2 separate regions of the Mus musculus genome follow, and region 1 is linked to region 2. Evidence: chromatin contacts called from public promoter capture Hi-C data. All regions are on one chromosome and are shown on one strand. The core of a region is the stretch at or near the end of the contact, and the rest is flanking DNA. Distances in the headings are between cores, read along the strand shown. Region 1 holds the start of Myh4 (myosin, heavy polypeptide 4, skeletal muscle). Region 2 holds the start of Myh3 (myosin, heavy polypeptide 3, skeletal muscle, embryonic).

Region 1 (3,117 bases), core at 81-2,580, 160 kb before region 2:
CATTGGTGTTAGCATTTTCCCTTCAAACACTATTCCATGACCTTGTTTGTGGGGTTTTAAGTGAAGCACTTTTGAATCGATTACTCTGCCTTAGTGATTGCTGTTATGCAGTAGATCCTGGGGCACAGGAAGGACACTAACTCTCTGCTCTTGCCTCAGCAGTCCTTTGTCACCTTTAGGCCACTCGCCTTCAAGGGACTTTGTTGTGTGGTGTTGGGCTCTATTCACACAGTGGTATCACCTCCAGTGTCAACAAGCAACATTTATTCCCTTGGAAGCAATAGATTTGCTACTTTTTCTACATTGATATTACCTAATATATTGACTATGAACTTGCTTAAATACATAGCAAGTTTTCTTCATTTATATGTTCTTCATGTACATCTCCTCATGCAGAAGACAGGAGACCCACTGAGCGTTTTGATTGATGGAAGAGTCGTTGGCAACCACTGACTTAGATCTTAGACAACAAGAGCCAGAGGGACATTAGCAGCCGACTTGAATCTGCCCTTCTGATTTTACTGATGAGGAAACTAAGGTTCAGCAAGGTAAAGGGTCATTCAGGGTCACCGAGGTGGTAAAAGGCAGTGACGAGCTATGAGCCCGGCTGTCTAAGTCCACGTCTAGTGTTAATGCTCTTGCAACACACATGTTTGAAGACACGTAAAAGCTAGCTGGCGTGACCCAAGGAGTTGAATTGGTGAAAAGCCTAGGTTGGCACCCAGGAATTTTGACTTCTGGTGCAACGTTGTTTTTTTTTCTACATATATTAAATATACATGAGGGTTGCCTTCTCCCAACAAAATGCAAAAGAGGAATTGCATAAAGTTTTGTTTGATTAAATTAATTGCATAAAGATTTGTTTGGCTTTAAAGGGCAAAGTTTAAAAAAAAGATAAAAAAATAAAATAAAATAAAAGGCAAAGTTTCATGAGAAGCTACTTATGAAGACCAGTTGCTCCTATGCCCAATAATAAGGTAGAAAATAAAACAGTTACTCATTAAAACTTAACAATAGCGAGAGCCCTTTGTTCTCTGGAAGGTAATAATAAATTTCTCTTACCTCTTGTGTTACCAGATGAAGAAGGAGGCAGGCTTGAGTCAGACAAGTACTGTTGAAAGAAAAAAGAGATGCTGGGTATTTCCCCCCATTATATGACAAAGTCCTAGAGCTATATTGTGTGCAATGCCTCTCTCAGGGATGCCGACATTACTTAGAGTTTGGGAAGGAACAGTCATCTCCCTCACATGAGCACCCGCTCCCATCAGGAGTGCACAGCTAGCCAAGTGCTCTGCTACACATACCTACCTTTAAGGGTTTGAGGAAGGACAGGACAGAGGCACCCCAGCTTCACTTTTATAGAGGCTGTTCTGCAAACACAGCAGCCACCTCAGCTGTCCTAGCTGCGGACCTACTTGGCAAAACCATTTTTGGCAATCTCTTTACACAATATTCACTGACTGTGGCTGTGAATGGATATAATTAGAAATATTTCTTGTCATCTATAAATAATTTGACAGGGGATGATCTAGGGTTCTTTATAAGCATCTGATAGGGAATGGAGATCCAGGGTTTTTGGAGGCTGTTTCTCCCGGCTTGGGTGTTGTATCATTCATCACAGAATTCAAAGCCAGGTCCCTACTCACTCTCGTGCCTATAAAGCTGTTTCCACAGGAACGAGCCCGGTGTGGGGCGAGTGGGACTAATTAATCTGCTAGTGCTTAGAGCCATTACGGAGTCTGGAGTGAACTTTAGATCTGACACTGTGACTGGAAGCACCGAGTGACAGATATTAAGATAAAAATTCTTAGGCAAGGGCTGGAGTTTTAGAAAGACTGGTGATAGATTCTTCTAAAGTCTGAAGGTCTAACCATGAGGAAGAAAGTGAATTCTCAGATTAGGCAGTGGAAGGGGTTGGTAGTAAGAGGAGAGGGAGTCAGGACAGAGATGAACTTGTCTGGCCCGTTTCTGGAGGGTTTGTCATAGACGTCTCCCTCGTGCACTGCAGGGGCAACAGACTGCTGTGTGATACCCATGAGTGTTTCTGCTGCATCACGGAAGGAGATACAGACAAGATTTCCTAGGGTACAGGCAAAGGCTCAAGGCTAGCGGTGACGCCAATGAGGTGGGTGCTACACACTTTTACTTAAGGTGGGAGGAAAGGCATGCTGTCCACAAAACTCTCCCCATGGACAGAGAAGGTGGGTGGATCGGCCTCCACGGTGCCCTTGAAAGGCCGAGTTGGATTTGACTAACTTGATACAGGCACAGCTGTTGCTGAATATGACAGGAAATCTACTCTAACTGTCCCTGTGATCTGGCCTGATATTTTCAACCACTGTTCTCCTGACTTAAATTGCTAAATTCAGTAGATGGTTGCTTTATAATTCTATCAGGTGAACTTGTCTTTCACAGGCTGGCAGGTAAAATCTTTTATACTTTTAAATTGTCATTGCATGTAATGCTACACAATAGGTTACCCTCCATGGCAGCCACCCACACTGAGTGAGTGATTTACCCCAAGTGTTAGGCTCAAAGCCGGAAAGAAAAGTGTTCTGACCCTCTAAGATTTTCACAACTCATTTTGTCACCCCTTTTACAAGCTATCACTATTATAGGCGTAATAATTATTTATTTAAAGCATCTAGATCTGAGAGATGAAAGAAGAAAGTTTGAATGAGGCAGAGAGCTCACTTGTGCATTAGTAGCTAAAAGAGACTGACTACGGACCTCATCATCAGACCGTTAATCAGTTACAATCTTGAGAACCCCAGAGACACTACAATGACACAATAGTGCCAACCAGCAGGGACCACAATAATAAACATCAGAAAATACCATGGATCATGGGCAGGAAGAGAAGAGAAGTGACCTTGATAGAGGGCGAACACCATTCCTCTGGGCTTGCTTGTCCAAGGGATGTCTAAATAGAGGACACAGGAAAGGAATCTGAGCTCTCTTGTACTCTCCTGGTACTTTATGACTACATACATGTGGGAAGGCCCGCCTTATTCCAAAGCAGGGTGTATTTTGGATGCGCTATTCAGCAGTCCAATAAACACTTCTTGCTGGCATTCCCCCTATGATCCTCACAGATGAGGAAATACAGGATTCTGA
Region 2 (2,809 bases), core at 51-2,550:
CCATGAAAAAAAAAAGGTAAAAGAATTCCTTAAAGAGAGAATACTAAGCAGAAAATGGCAGAGACAGCTTTGAACTGTTTTGAATCGACATGGTTTCTGCCTCCCATGCTAAGAATAGACTGAAGGCCAGGCATGGTGGTCTATGCCTTTAGTCCCAGAACTTCGGAGGCTGCGACAGGTGGATCTCTGTGAGTCTGAAGCCAGCCTGGTCTACCTAGAGAGTTCAATGCCATCTGGGGCTACACAGTGAGATCCTGTCTCAAAAAACAAAGGAACAACAAACCACCATAGAGAATAGATGGGAACCTCTAGCCGCACCCCTGAGGATGAAGCCTGCACTTCTCCGTTAAGCTCTGTAACTCCTCGGGGGCACAGGCATGAGGGGGCAATGGGTGATCTGGGTTTACCTGAAGACTTCCTGAAGCTCTGGGATGTGGCCCCAATGCTCACCTGAGTCACACCTGCAGGACAGCAGAGAGCAGCAGCAGTTGTGGACGTATGGGACCTGCAAGAGCATGCACACAGAGTTTAGTGGCCACCGTGATGTCTGCTTCTGTGACGAACCAGACCTTGGTGAGGCTCAACTAAGACACACAAAGGACTAGACAGTCAGAAAGATCCTTAGCTCTGAGGCAAGCCCTAGGACTGCAGACAGATCATAGTCTACAGCTAGGCATAACTACCAACTGCCTGGCAGGTTGGCTCCTCCAGCCCACTCTGACAATTTCTTCAGACTGCAAGATCCTTCATTGTGAACAGGGCAGGGATTCTAAATGGACTGAGTCCCTGCCAATAAAAGCTTCTGTTAGCGGGTGGGGACAGGCCTCCTGGTTATCTGAAAATGGAGACGATGCTGAGATTGGCTAATTTAAACCTGTTAAGCAAACATGTAGTCTTGAGGCCACTAAACACCCAGCAGGTATAGCGTCCAGGTAGGAAACACAGAGTCCCCTGTTCATTCTGTGGATCAGAGAGGCAACAGGAGAACATGGAGCCATGGTGGACAGGCCCATGCCTGTCCAACAGGATCCTTCCCAAGCAGAGAAAAGAAAGGGTGGGCAGGACCCCAGCTTCGATGATCTGCTAGAGGCAGTGGGATGCTGGGCTCTTGGGTCTCGCATCTCACTCTACTGTATTCCTTGAGAACGCCTTGAGAAGAGAAAAGAGGCTTGCCTGCTATAACAAAGCCAGGGAGGGCCACAGTCCAGGGCAGTGGCCGAATCAGGTCTAGAAGCAGTAAATGCCACAGAGATACTAGGAAAGTGTAAGACTTACCTCTGACTGTGACAGAGAGAAGCATAGAGGAGAGCTGCCCCCTGGGCTTTTATAGGCCACCACTAACCCCCTGGGCTCATTCTTCCTCTATATTTGGAAAGAGAATGACTGACACCACAGGCTGAGAACTGGCCCCCTCCACACGTATTTTTCGCCGTTGCCAAGGGAAAAGTATATATAGAAATGAGCAGGGTCCGAAACCATTTTTTCCAACTGTAGAAAGCTGGGAATTTGAGATGCCTTGCTCTGTGAACTCAGGGCTGTAGCTTCTCCACCTAGCACAATGGGATCTCCTTTGCTTTAGGAGCCCCTACCTGGCTCCATCCTGCAGGCCATCCCACCCTGAAATCAGCTGAAGCCACTACCACTTGGGAACAGGGGACACACAGTTGTGCTATTTGCTTAGAAAGCTCATCGAAGATAAAGTAGAATTGAACTTGTTGAAGTCCCCTCACGGTTATGAGCCAAACTCTGTAAAACTTGTGCAGTTGGATTATAGTTTTTTTTTTCTCCTTCTCCATCTCTCTCCTTCCCCTCATTACTTTCTGTCTCATTACTATAATTATTTACTTAATCCTTTCTTAAGCACTAGCAGGACCAACAAGCAAGTAAATGACAGGGAGCTATGCCACCAGCCCATGTTCACAGTGACAGCTGCTTAGGGGCCTGTGGTTATCAAGACATATTACCAATTAGGAAAGGCCAGCTGCCAGCCTAGATAGGGGGCGAGGGGAACGGTAGTGGCCTGAAGAGAAAGGGGGGATGGGTATCGCCTAACAGATGCTGTCATTTCTAAATCAGGACTGGAAAATTAAACCTTAACAAGAGAATTAAGGTACAGTTGACATTTTTGTCCATTTCCATTCCTCTCTTTCCTGGTCCAGTCTTTGTGGTGAGGGTCTGAGTTGTATGGGGTCATGGTTGTTCATTTAATAGAGAACTTCATGCCAATACATCCCATTTGAGAATATGGACTGTCCTCTTACAGCCTACCCATACACTGGTAAGGGAAGAAGGGAGAAAGCAGGACCAAAGTCTTCATAGGGACCATTATTTTTTTCGAGACAGGGTTTCTCTGTGTATCCCTGGCTGTCCTGGAACTCACTTTGTAGACCAGGCTGACCTCGAACTCAGAAATCTGCCTGCCTCTGCCTCCCAAGTACTGGGATTAAAGGCATGCACCACCACCGCCCGGCCATAGGGACCATTATTAAACATCCTCTGTATGTTCTTTCCTATTGAGGACTCTTCAAAAAGGCAGAGTGGAATCGGAAGATAGTCTTTCCCCAACATAAACCATTTTGTGGGCAATGAGTCATACAGCCTTCACACATTCCCTTCCAAGATTTAGGCAATTTCATAGCAGAGAGGCCACGCTGAGGCTCTCTGATGCCTGTGGTTAGCTAGACATCAGGCCACAGTGAAGTCACATCTTCTCATTGCTCCTCTTGCTCTAGTTTGGACTGAAATGTCCCTCTTCCTTCTAGCACCATTCGTCCTGAAGTGTCCACCCATCACCTGGAAGAGTATAATC

Evidence for each region. Capture Hi-C pulls out chosen DNA fragments and counts their contacts.
Region 1: a contact with region 2 is called in a promoter capture Hi-C map of adipose tissue. The contact joins the promoter of Myh4 here to the promoter of Myh3 in region 2. A contact is called at or near these places in 1 of 484 Hi-C or Micro-C datasets (visceral endoderm) and 1 of 9 other capture datasets (adipose tissue).

What each region holds. Positions count from the first base shown.
Region 1 is chr11:67,236,025-67,239,141 of GRCm38.p6, reverse strand. Myh4 (myosin, heavy polypeptide 4, skeletal muscle) reads right to left here and starts at 1,330. Exons shown (of 40, transcript NM_010855.3): 1 at 1,309-1,330; 2 at 1,063-1,111. Myhas (myosin heavy chain gene antisense RNA) reads left to right here and starts at 1,861. Exons shown (of 2, transcript NR_146138.1): 1 at 1,861-2,125.
Region 2 is chr11:67,076,791-67,079,599 of GRCm38.p6, reverse strand. Myh3 (myosin, heavy polypeptide 3, skeletal muscle, embryonic) reads right to left here and starts at 1,300. Exons shown (of 41, transcript NM_001099635.1): 1 at 1,276-1,300; 2 at 451-461.